2 separate regions of the Rattus norvegicus genome follow, and region 2 is linked to region 1. A link is a contact called in public Hi-C data. All regions are on one chromosome and are shown on one strand. Each heading gives the region's core, a stretch centred on a gene start, on an enhancer-like site or on the middle of the called end of the contact. The rest is flanking DNA. Distances are from core to core; before and after follow the strand shown.

The links. A called contact is a pair of places that touch in the nucleus more often than the background predicts.
Region 2: a Hi-C map of frontal cortex shows a contact between it and region 1, with 2.2 times the contacts expected there. The contact joins the enhancer-like site here to the promoter of Stpg4 in region 1. A contact is called at or near these places in 2 of 12 Hi-C or Micro-C datasets (frontal cortex and prefrontal cortex).

The regions. Positions count from the first base shown.
Region 1 is chr6:12,858,799-12,865,348 of GRCr8, reverse strand. Stpg4 (sperm-tail PG-rich repeat containing 4) reads right to left here and starts at 2,936. Exons shown (of 7, transcript NM_001163562.1): 1 at 2,773-2,936; 2 at 1,139-1,198. The coding sequence starts at 2,856.
Region 2 is chr6:12,913,376-12,919,925 of GRCr8, reverse strand. Ttc7a (tetratricopeptide repeat domain 7A) reads left to right here. Exons shown (of 20, transcript NM_001100756.1): 20 at 5,222-6,550. The coding sequence ends at 5,443. Among named protein-coding and RNA genes, the nearest start is that of Mir3558, 19 kb to the left of the region's middle. Within about 2 kb of position 4,140, at least 53 of the 93 cell types and tissues checked have an H3K27ac peak or open chromatin away from gene starts, as enhancers often do.

The DNA.
Region 1 (6,550 bases), core at 1,687-4,186:
TTTTGTTAAAATTAGTTTGACTGAAATTTGCCTCTATTTTTGAAACATTGTGATAGATAGATGTCTGTAATTCAAAAGTGTCCTCTGAGGGAGTGAATGAGCCATTCTGTCATATTAGTATGAACTTTATACACTGACCATCTGTGCCAGCTAGTCTTGTCAACTTGACACAAGCTAAAATTATCTGAAAGGAGGGAACCTCAATTGAGAAAATAAGATCCTACTGGAAGGCATTTTCTTAACTAGTGATTGATCAGGGGAAAGCCCAGCCCACTGTGGGTGGGGCCATCCCTGGCCTGGTGGCCCTGGGTTCTTAAAGAAAGCAGAATGAGGACTGGAGAGATGACTCAGGGGTTAAGAGCACTGACTGCTCTTTCAGAGGTCCTGAGTTCAATTCCCAGCAACCACATGGTGGCTCACAACCATCTGCAATGGGATCTGATGCCCGCTTCTGGTGTGTCTGAAGACAGCGACAGTGTGCTCAACATAAAGTAAATAAATAAATTAAAAAAGAAAAGAAATTTTTAAAAAAGAAAGAAAGCAGACTGAGCAAACCAGTAAGCAGCACTCCTCCATGACCTCTGCATCAGCTCCTGTCCCCAGGTTCCTGCCCTGTGTGAGTTGCTGTCCTGACTTCCCCAGTGATGGACTGTTACCTCAAGTTATAGCTGAAATAAACCCTTTCCCCCCTAAGTTGCTTTGGACGTGGTGTTTCATCAGAGCAAGTGACCCTGACTAGGACTTCATGTTAACACACTGGCTTCTCTGTGACAAAATCAGATGCCAAATCCCCTTCCCACAGAGGATGTGTCTGAGATCATAGGTCGGATGTGACCAAGCTCGTAGGTGCCTTAGCCACTCTGTAAGCACCCGGGTCCCTAGATCTGTTTCACTCTCTAAACTCTTACACTCAACTCTTAAAGCCAACTTCTCATTCATATGCTAATCCCAAGATTATGAGTAGAAACGAAACCGTGCAGAGCTGAGCAGACAGGGTTTTCTCACAGTTAAGTGTTGCTGACTGGAAAGGCAAGACTGACTAAAACCTTAACGGGAAGAAAAAGCACTGAACTGGAAAGAGTGAGGGTGCACAGACGTTACCGTGAGCCTCCACCATCCCTCTCAAGGACGTACATACCGTCACTGTGAGCCTCCACCATCCTTCTCTCTCAATGCCTGTAATCTTCTTGACTTTTTTCTATGAGCAAACACAAAATCAGCTTGTGTGTTTAGAAGGTGAGCTCTGGAAATTATTTACCTGAGGAAAACTAAATTGCCTGCACCAAACCAAATAGCTATCGTTATTAAAATGAAAGCTACATGTTTCACGCATGCTATTTCCTTACATTGTTAAGATATTAAGAGGCTTTAAGTATCTAAAACCCCTTTGGTGACACTAAAGGATCTCACAGCGATGTTGTAAGAACATTAGGTAGTGTTAAGCCATAACTCCTTTGCATGGTGACTGAATGCACTGGAAAAGTTGCTCACCAACCGTTCTGCATTAAGCTCGCTCTCTCTCTCTCTCTCTCTCTCTCTCTCTCTCTCTCTCAGAACTGTAAAAATAAGCACTAGTTGGACACAGAGGTGTGGCGGTACACACCTTTAATCGGGGAGACAGGCAGGTGGATCTCTGTGAGTTTTAGGCCAGCCTGGTCTACACGTTAAGTTCCAGGCCAGACAGAGAGCCATATATGACCCTGTCTGGAGAGAGTGGCGGGACACACCCACAGTCACATTTACTAGGCCACGGTAGGCTTTAGTTTTAGCATCTCATCTGTCAAGTGAAGAAGCAGATGTCTTGGGTGCGCCTCAGTTTCCAGTGGGTTTCTTGTCTCTGCAGTAAGCACTCAATATAAACTTGTGATGAGTCTGTGTTTGCTCCAGTCCTGCTGTCCACAGAACTTGGAGGCTTCGCTTCTCCTTTTTTGTGCTATTACAGATCACAAAAACATCAAACTCTATGTCCGATTTATAATATGAAATAGGGGGTCTCAAGCAAGAATACCCAGAAGAATAATTGGTAAAAATGGCAGATGCAACTCACTCTGTCATCTGTCCACGTGTTCTATAGTGTGAACTGTGTACATTGCTCTGAACAGCAGAATTTCCATAGTTTCATATACCATGCTATACATCCAAACCAACCGCTTCCCACTCAGCACATTCTTTTATTAGATTCCTGTTGATTTTTTTAGTTCCCCATTTTGCAGTCAGAAAGAAAATATTCTCAGGCAGGTCAAAACAGGTTTCCCACCTCCGGCTCCAAAGCAGAGAAGGGAGGGAGAGAGGATTGGGGATGGTAGCAGGACCAGTCCAGAGCAAAGGAGCTCTCCATTTGACCCAGACAAGTGATTTATAATCCAGCCATCTATCATTTTAGATTCGCTTTAAAGGAGAAGATAAATGATAGGCCAAATATCCCTCATCCCATTTTATTTTTTAAAGTACTAAAGTAGGAGGCAGGGCAGACAGCATGTCTGATAGAACTGCAAACTGTTCATTCTTTAACAGAAGCAAGCGAAAGGATGGAAATCTAACCGCTCTACTGCCGATAGTAATCGTAGCGGGAAGTGGAATGGAGGTGGAGAGAGGAGGGAAGGGAAGTGGCAGGAAAAAGAAATTCAAATCACAATCAAATAAAACAAAGAATCTGAGAGCTACAGGCTCGATAAGACCTCCCTCCAGCAGGAAGGCCCAAAGTAGAGAAGCAGGAAAGGCACTGGCTCCTTGAGCCGAGGCTGCGGGGCCACCAGGGACAGGCTACCCTACCGAAGTCGTTAGGAGCGACTCCCTACGTCCCAGGTCTTCTCTTGGTACTGTGGTGGAGGTTAAGACAACGGTTGGCTCAGCCATGGCGCCCTGGACTTTCTGCAAGCCGGTGCTGGCAGGCCAGGCGGTTGCTAGGAACCGCGGCCACCCGCCGATTCCGAGCCTGCGCGTGAGAAAACCCGGCGCAGCGTTCTGAAGGCCACCTCCAGTGATGGGGACAGGGAAGCGAGGCACAGTGCTGGCTCCAGCAAGGCTGACTCCGTGGACATTGAGATGGTCACGTGCGTGAGTTACAAAATACAGGGGACTGTGAAGTTTCCCCCGTTCTTGGGAGTGTATAGACAGGCTTACCCATCCCTGATGGCACGCCACAGACTCCACCATTCCCTCACAAATCACCATCAACCACACAAAGATCCTGTTCTGCCATAACACCCCGCTTCGGGTTGGAATCGGGCAATCCTGAACACTAGGCTAGCGCCTTAGCTATGACAGCAGACCACCCATCTTTTCTCATCCAAGGCCCTTAGCACACTGGGCCTTTCTCTTGGCTGTAGCTTCTTAAGCCAGAAAGATTTTTTGTAAATAATTTTTTTGAAGATTTATTTTTGTATGTGTATGAGTACTGTCGCTGTCTTCAGACACACCAGAAGAGGGTGTAGGATCCCATTACAGATGGTTGTGAGCCACCACGAGGTTGCTGGGAATTGAACTCTGGAAGAGCAGTGAGTGTCTTAACCTCAGAGCCATCTCTCCAGCCCCAGAAAGTTTTGAAAACGGTTTTTCAACCTTAATCCCCATTTACAGTGTAGCTAGGGTACAGCACACCTCAGGCACCCTCAAGGCAGCACTGCAAAGCAGGCATGAATTGGTTCCATTTGAAGAATGAGAACAGCTTCCTAAGACAATGACACCACCACACACAGAAGCCCAGGAATTCAGATCCAGCTCTGCCGGTCCCAAAGCACCAGTCACTGCCCTCAGCATCCTGAAGTTTTGGTTTCTCACCACCAACTTTCAAGAGTGAGTAGACTCCATCGTTTCTTCTTTGTTCCCCAAAACATCTAAGTCCAGAGAAAAGGCTTCAGAGCCGGGAGCACCAGCTGCTTTTACTGCTTTTACGGAGGACCAGGGTTGGGTTCCCAACGCCCACGTGGTAGCTCACAATCCTGTGACTCAAGTTCCAGGAGCTCCAATGCCCCCTGACCCCTGCAGGCACAAGGCACACACAGGGGGCCATATACATACCCACAGGCAAAACACTCAGACACAGAAACTGAAAAAATATTCCCAGGGCCAGGAGAGCGCTTGGGGAGGGGGAAAAACTTCCCGGGGCTGCTAAACCTGATGAGTTTGATATCCTGGGACCCACGTGGTGTGAGCAGAGAACTGACTTTCTTTTTTTTTTCTTTTTTTTTGGAGCTGGGGACCGAACCCAGGACCTTGCCTTTGCTAGGCAAGCGCTCTACCACTGAGCTAAATCCCCAGCCCCCGAGAACTGACTTTCAAAAGTGGCCTCTCCTTCAGTGCTGGAATACACATGCACACACACGTATACTGCATAACACCAAACCAAACTGGAGCACAAGAGGAACTTCTATGAGAGTAGTTATGTCTTGGTATCAATCAATCTTAACTTAGTGGGGCCTTTCAACACTCGTTCCCGGCTGGAGAGACTGCTCAGTGGTTAAAGAACTCTGGCTGCTCTGCAGAGGACCTGGGGTCACCTGCCAGCACTCACATGGCGGCTCACAACTGTCTGTAAACCCTCTCCTGTCCTCCCAGGGTACCAGGCGCACACAGTACACAGATACACATACGCGGAGGCAAAACACCATACACATAAACTTTATTTTTAATTGCTGTTCTTGAAGCATGCTTTTGTTAAAATACAAACTGATTCCGATCCCAGGACAGTAACTAAGAAAAACATGGCCAGCTTTAGGATTTGCTTTGCTCTTTCCACTGACATGGGTCCTGGGCCAGCCTGAGTCTCCATTACCTCAGGATTTCATCCAATTTATCCTAAATGCTGGCACTCTGCAGTCCCCCGCATCCTAGGCCTCCAGGTCTCCAAGGGCCAAGGTTACAGATGTTCACCACACTTGGTTTAATTTACTACTTTTTAAAAGTCCTGGAATCGAGTTTAAAATGAATGGCAGGTAGAGGCTAAGACGAAAACAAACATTAAGTTCCGAGTGTTAGGTTAGGAGTCCGCCCTGTGCTGCAGTTCACCTTCTTATTCAGGCTGAGCCTGTGAAAGTGGTCCAGCAGACCAGGGACTGAAACCCTAGAGACCAAGGACTCTGAAGGTACAGAGAAGTCCAGAAACCTACACATGGTGTGCAAGTGAAAAGGGAACCAGATGAAAAAAATAGTTTACCTCAAAATAGAAACATATAGGTCAATGATTTCAAGGACTTTTACCCATGGAACCAATTGACCATAGCTAAGAAACCATTGCCGGGGCCAGGACCAAGCTCGTGTGGCGAGGCACTGTGTGGCATGGGGTGCACCCCACTACCTGGGTGGCATGGAGTGCTGGGGGAGAGAGGAGAAAGGGAGCGTCAAGGTGGAGTCCGAAGAGTTAAGAGGCCTGGGATACATGAGGTAGTCTGAAAGAAAAGAGAAACCTAATACCCACCACTACCACTGTATACAGGACCACTGAGATTTATTTTCTGGTTAACAATAGTTTAAGATGTTCAGAGCCCAATACCTGTTACCCATCAGACCTCCAAAAATGTTAGAAACTTTATGTCCCAAGGATAATCTTCACCTCTCAAAGCTGAAGACTTTGACTCCAAGTTTATGCCAAATACTTCTTTGAAAATAACTTTGGGGGTGGGTTAGGGGGTTTGTGGAGGGGAAACAGGGAAGAGGGATAACATTTGAAATGTAAATAACTTAAAAAAAATGTAAAATGTATATACAGTTTAGTGTATCCAGAAACATCAGGTTTAGAGCCGTTAGTCTAAGCGACAGAATCCAATAGAACCAGTTTTGTTTTCTACCCAAATTTAAACGAACCTACAGTGGCAACTTTTAAAAATCAATTATTAAAACCTGCCGTTCACTGAAATGAAGAATCTCAAATTGAAAAGTTACTACCATAAATGCTTAAGCACAGCAGCCAGACACAAGAGGTGTCTTCCAAACCTGCGGGGCTTGCGTCTGGCTGGGAGCACTTGCAGCTCCTGCAGGTGACCACAGTTGGTTCCCAACACCCACATGGCAGCCAACTGCTTGGTTCAGTTCCAGGAGACCGGACCCTCCTCCTGGCCTCCACAGGCACCGCACTCATGGGATGCATACGCAATCTTTAAAACGTACTGGAAGTGGCAGAACCATCTTGGAGCAGACAGGCTACAGATAGCATTAAAGAACTACTACTACAGCCCTGATACATGAAAACTACGAACATGGCAGACTTGGGAGACAGTTCCAAAGGTTTGAACAGTTGTGATTATAGAAGTATCTTATTTCAATATCCTGTTAAACCAGGATAATAGCCCTTTCATGTTTTCTGTACTCTGACATAAACCACTAAAATATGGCACAAACAAGCTCGGGACGGAGCTCCATGGCTGATTCCAGCACTAGGGTAAGGGAACATGCCAGGCGTGGTGGCACACACCAATTCCAGCCCCGAGGAAGCAAAGACAAGACCGCTGCCAGCTGTACACGCACCGCTTTCCCTTTATCCTCGGTTTTCTGTATCTCAGTGTTATCTGAACATCCAGACTGTTAACTGGAAAAACTACTAATAGTCCTGCTG
Region 2 (6,550 bases), core at 2,891-5,390, 53 kb before region 1:
GAGGATGAGGGAGAGAGATACTCTGAAGGGAGCACTTGGGGTAGCCATGGTCTGAAGCTTCTATCTGCCAGTCAGGTTCATTCGGGGGAACCGTCCTGACCATTTGACCCCCAGATGAGATGATTTGGTTGTGAGTTTCTTTCCATATCTCCCTGGGGGAATGCTCCTTGTGTCACACAGATGTGGGGGGGGGTGTCGCCTAGGTGGTAATGCCAGGCCAGAGTGCAGACTCTCCCTCTCATCCCGCCCAGATCGCCTGGCTGGGCACAGGTTCACATCATGATGACAGTTGGGCACAGATGCTTTGATGGCCCCAGAATCCAGGAATGGGAAAGACTGTCTGGAGGTTGCCCCAGGCTGCGGCCCTTAGCCGCCCTGTCCTACAAGCCTCCCATTCCTTAAGTGGCCGTTCCTTAAATGATCTCTCCACTAAAGCTGAGCCTCATGCTCTACCCAAGGACTTAGGAGGGCCCAGCCCCCAGAGGGTGAGTCAAGGCTAGCCTCCTCCAGAGGTCGGGCTTCTACTTCCTGGTCCTCTGTAAGCCAGAGAGTCACCAGATATGACCTGCTATGGGCGCTCCAGTGCTTTTGGCCTCTTAGCCCTAGATGCCCCTGGGAAGACAGATAACCCCAGCCAATCAACCCTTGTGCTGCATCCCAGAGCCCCAGGAAGAGAAAGGAATGGGTATAGGTTGGTAACACAAGAGTGACAACCACTGGTACCCTAGAAGACCCCTCCTAGGCTGGTCTAGTGACTCTGGGTGCCTTCTCAGCAAGGGCCTCTTCCAGAGACCTGGGGCTGGCCTATCAACTGGACAGTAGGTGGATCTGGAAGGACTTACGTCCTTTGCCTCCAGCGGGAAAGGAGAACGGGCTGGCTGCTGTAGCTAGCTCTGTGTTCTAGAACCGGTATGTCCCCAGTCTGGGTGGACAGGTTGAGGGTGACATACCTGAACAAATCTGGAGCTAGCACTGGCCTAGAAGCATGCAGTCTCCCCAAGTGTGCCTGAAGAGGACCCTCCCCATCCCCATCCCCATCCCCCACCCCCAGTGCAATGGCTCCTCCACGAAGTCCCAGTGACTTCAAATGGCCTCCAGGGGCCTGTGGCTCCCGCAGCCTCCCAGTGGATTCCCAGCCTCCCAGCCACAAAGGCCACTACAGAATCCCAGGAAGGTGCCTGGGGCTCAGGAAGAAAATTCCCTACATAACTTCTATAAATACTTAGGGCAAGGGTGGGAGGAGCACTCAGCTTGGCCCACAGCTGGTGAGGCTCTAAGTACCACTTCCCAGGGTGGGCTCCCTAAAACCCCACACACCCATGTGGCCTTCCCACTGTGCCTCTGCAGTCAGTGAACGCCTAGTGAGATGGTGAGATGGTGCTAAGTATAAGAACCGGCAGCAAGGCCCTTCCTTCCTCTCTATACCTAGCTACAGGCAGTTCTACCCTGTAGCTCAACAAACAACTCCTAACAGGAAATGCCCTGTACCCTCAGTCTCCAGACCTCAGCAACCACAGGCCCCTCAGACCACCTGCTTTGGGGCCCTTGTAGGCCTCCTGAGCTCCCTGAGGCAACAGTCAGCCCAGGAAGCCCTTAAGGCAGAGCCAGGGGTCCCTCCCACTTGGCTTCTGTTGAGAGCTGCTGCCCTGCTTAGAGCAGAAAGACTGGCAAGGAAATCAATCTCTCTCTCTCTCTCTCTCTCTCTCTCTCTCTCTCTCTCTCTCTCTCTCTCTCTCTCCCCCTCCTCCCTCTCATACGCACACACACAGATACACACACAGAGACACACACACATAGAGACACAGACTCACACATAGATACACACACACAGACACACACATAGAGACACAGACACACACACACAGACTCACACACACACACTCACACAGAGACACACACACAGAGACACAGACACACACAGACTCACACACAGAGACACACACACATAGACACACAGATACACACACAGACCCACACACAGAGACACACACACATAGAGACACAGACACACACACACAGACTCAACACACAGATACACACACACCCAGACACACACACAGACTCACACAGAGACACACACACATAGACACAGACACACAACACAGACACACACACAGAGACACACACATAGAGACACAGACACACACAGACTCACACACAGAGACACACACACATAGAGACACAGACACAGGCACACACACACACACACACACGTATGGAGCACAGGTCAGGTAAGGTACACAAGAGCCCCACAGTGACCAAATATGATGTGGAGGTGGGATGTCTTGAGGTTTGCTGAACTCAGGAAGGGCTTCCTGGGAGAGCAGAGCCCTGAGAGATCAGTCGGGGCCGAAGCCCCTCTGAGAGCTGAGGAAAGAGGGACTTCTGGAGACTTTGAACATTGTACTGTCCTTTCCAGAAGCCCTGGTGATGGCTGTTTCCAGCCCAAGTGAGCCTTGCAACTAGTCTTCCATGGTCACAGATAACTTTTGCATGGCTACCAAATCCCTGTGAATGGGCAGTCCAGTCCTGGCACCACAGTGAAGGGTCAGAAGCTATGGGCCTCTTCACAGGACTAGATCCCTCCCAGCAGATGAGGGACAGGCGGGGGTGGGGGGCACTCCGTAGGGATGTGTGGCTGGAACTGAGACACCAGTTCTGTGTTCTCGCCATCTCCCTGGAGACCTGTTCTTATAGTAGAGTCAGGAGGGTGCTGATGGACCCTGGGGACAGCGCCAGGCTGGGGACAGCAGGGGACACCTTGCATCTTCCTGTACTTGGGTCCCACCCAGTTGTCAGGCAGCAAACAGCACTGGGTTGCTACCAAACACAAGTGCTGCTGGTGTCAGGGGCAGGTGGCCACAGATCCGGTTACAGGCCCTGGGCCTCCAGGCCTTAGCCTGACCCCAGCCTGGCCCGGTGTCTTCTTTCAGGTTCTAAGGTCAGCATGTTGGGGCAGGGGGACATGAAGCCAGCCCCACTGCACAGCCCTTCCTAACAGAGGACCCTGCCATCTCCCTCCCTCTAAGGAAGTGGCCAGTGCTGGCCTCTCCCTGCCCCACCCCTGTCTGTGCTCCTCCTAGAGAGGTTGCAAGCTGCCTGCTGTGTGTCAGGCTGTGCCTTCTCCAGATCCATCCTTCCAGAATTCACAGCAGCCCTGTGAGGAAGGACTCTCCTACCACCACCACCCCTCAGTTTACCAATGAGAATATCACAGCTCAGAGACCAGTGGCCATTTGCTAGGGTCCCAGCTAGGCCTTCTGGCTGCTTAGCCCTGGCCTTTTGTCCTCTACTGAGACACCCATTCAGCCAGCAGACACATCCGACTGCGCCCCAAACGCCCACACCTTCTCTGTCATCCTGGGATTGAATGTAAGGCCTCCCACTCGCTAGGCAAGTGACAACATACCATTGAGCTACCCCCTGCTCTCTCTATTTTGATGTGGTTGCACTAAGTTCCCCAGGCTAGCCTAGACAGGCCTTCAACTTGCCATCCCCCTGCCTCGGCCTCCCCAGAGGCTGGGTTGATGGGTTTGCATCACTAGACCCAGCTGGAGAACAGAGGATTTGGACTCTTCTTGCCAATAAAGCTTCCTGTGGGAGGAAGAACCAGAGAGGAAGCTCAGAGAAAGAAGTGAGCAGACCCACCCCCTCCGCCAGGCCTGCTGGCCAGGTCTAGCCTCAGTTGCTCCCTGTGAGTGGCATTCCTAGGCTTCAGGGCTCCCTTTTTTGGTATTTCATCTTGGTTCTGGCAGCCATCAGCTAGAAACTTCCTTGCCTCCAGCCTGCGGGCCCCATTCCATTGTGAGCTACTTAAGGTCCTGTCCTGGCCATGTGGGCAGAACTGTGTGGCCTGGGCACTGCTGACCAGACACACACTGCCTGCCCCTGGTTCTGGTAACCCTGAGTCAGCACTGCTGTGTGCATCTGGTCAAAACCCCGTGTGACACTGCTACTCCCTGCCCCCACCTGCTGTTCCCCAGCTTAGGGTTGTAGGAGGGCGCCACGCTGGGAGTCAGTCTTGCCTCCCTGCTTCTGGCCCCAGGACCTCCAGCCAGCACCTCTGGAGACGGAGCCTTTCCCAGTCTTCCGCTGGACCATCCTTCTTGCCTAATTGGTCATGTTCCAAGCTCTCTTAGGGCTTCTGAAGTCAGCCGTGTACATCTTTCCTGGTGCGTCTCCATAGCAACCAAGGGCCTAACTCCAGGGAGCTTGGGGAGGAGGAAAATAACCCAGCTAAAAATGTCCGTGGCCGTCAGTGGGCGGGCTGCAAAGAGGGGGCTTCAAGCACAAAGGCAGCTCCCTGCCCCCCATCCTGGTCCCCTGCCTACCCAGGAAGTCGGAAGGAGTTGGAGATTTACCTCCACTCTTCGGAACAAGAGAAGTGCTCACTTCTCAGCACCTTGGGGTGCCTTCGAAGTGACAGGTCAGTGGGAGGTACAAAGCAGCCTTTCTGGAACCTGAAGCCTTCCCCATGCCCGGACCCTGTCCCTTGTCCCCAGTGTGGAGGAAGGGGAAGCTCAAGGCTGCCGGTTTCACTTCCCATCCCCGCTGTGAGAATTCCTGGCACTCCCTCTAGTTCTCTTGCAACTCTTTGCAACTGTCCTTTGAGCTGCTAAACCACCAAGCTGTACTCCTGTCTCCTGTCCTGAGGCATCTAGGGTCTTTGATCCCTGAACCCCTTCTAGCTCGTTCTCTCAGCAACTACTCTACACCCTGACCCTCTCCTTCCTGTGCCTGTCACCTGCCAGGGCAGGCTGCCGAGGCAGGCAGAGACTCTTCCCCTCTTTGTCACCGAGATGAGGGGCAGCCCCACGCTGCGGGCTGCATGCTCCCAGCTGGTGCTGTCTTGGACAGCTTTGCATCCACTGAGTCATTTCTGCCACGGGTCTTAGAAGGCCGTGCCCTGATAAAACATATTTTTTTTTCCCCATTTGTAGAAGAGCGAATGAAAGGCTCAGAATTCCCCCCAGGGGGCCACTCAGAATCAGGTCTAGACCTGAAGGCCCATCTTTGAAAGATAAGAGGAACCTATCGGTAACAGGGTTAAGGTGGGGCTTGGGCAGGGACAGATAGGTTTTGCATGAGTAAAGGCCAAGGTCATTTGTCTGTGGGCCTCTCTGGCTGATGTCCAGAAGCAAAACATTACTTCTCTGCCCTGGTTACTGAGCTCCCCCTGCCTGGGTGGCCCAGTTAACCTGGTCCTGTGCTTCATCTCCAGGGGCTGATTTTGAGTCGGCTGGGCCACAAGAGCCTGGCCCAGAAGGTGCTGCGGGATGCCGTGGAAAGGCAGAGCACCCACCACGAAGCATGGCAGGGCCTGGGTGAGGTGCTGCAGGACCAAGGCCACAATGAAGCTGCTGCTGACTGCTTCCTCACCGCGCTGGAGCTGGAGGCCAGCAGCCCTGTGCTCCCCTTCTCCATCATCGCCAGAGAGCTGTGAGCATCTGCAGCAGCTGCAGGCTGTCCGCAGGCAGGGGGGCAGGGAAGGGCACCATCCGGATGTGGGGGCCTCAGGGAATAGATGACTAGTGAACACTTCCACGGGCTCCCATGCCACTTCTCCCCCACACTCCACACCCTGCAGGCCCACATGGGCCTGAGCTCCTGTCTGAAACTGGGTGGACAAGATTTGCATCCAAAGCAAATGCCTTGCTCCCCAGAGGCTGACTTTGCCGAGCTCCTTTCGGATAAAAGGTGTGTCTTAGAGCCCAGACCCGTCCTCAGCCTCCTGAGCCCCTGGACGTCCTGCTTTGGAGTGAACCAGTCTTGAGTTTGTGTACCATAGAGATGAACTTGCTTGCCAGCCGTCCTCCGGCTGGCCAGACTTTTCCTGGATGCCTTTCTTTGTGCCTTGGGAGACAAACTGGCTTGAATCTAAGTGACCTCACAGAGCTGTGAGCAGGCATGCTGGAGAACCCCGGATACATTCCCCCAACCAGTCTCCCGGCAGTGCAAACTTGCAGCCTTGCCGAGGACAGCCACAGCTTAAGGTCTCAGACAGGGAGGACAGTGGTCTCCTGGGCCCTGTCAGACTGAATCAGCGCTGTTGATTGTCTGGTGTTTCCTTTGTGGGGGCTACACGTGTGTTCTATGTACCACCACCAAGTGCCTTTGGGAATTTTGTCAGGCCAGGTCTCTAAACACGTTCATGGTCATCTCCCTAGAGACACGCCCCAGCCAGTAAACTCCGAGGGCCCCTTGCCAGGGGCCTCTGGGACAGGCCTTGGAATATTAAACAGGGCTCTGACCTAGCCATTTCTAGTACCTTGAGTGCACAGTCCTTCAAGGCTTTCCCTACAGTGCAGGCCCCGCCCACTTGGGTGAGTGACACCAGCCCAGTTCACCTCATCTTCCACTGCCCAGTCTTCACCTTAGACTTTGCTGAGTGACCCAAAGCACCCGCTTGGCCTTTCATGCTCCCTGCTCAGATTCCCATGGAGGCCATGCTTGGGTAGAAACGAAAGAGGGACCTGACTGCCTCGCCTTTCTTTGCCCTGTGCTCTGTCACATCGCTGGGCAGATGTCCCTTCCTGACTCATCAGCCATG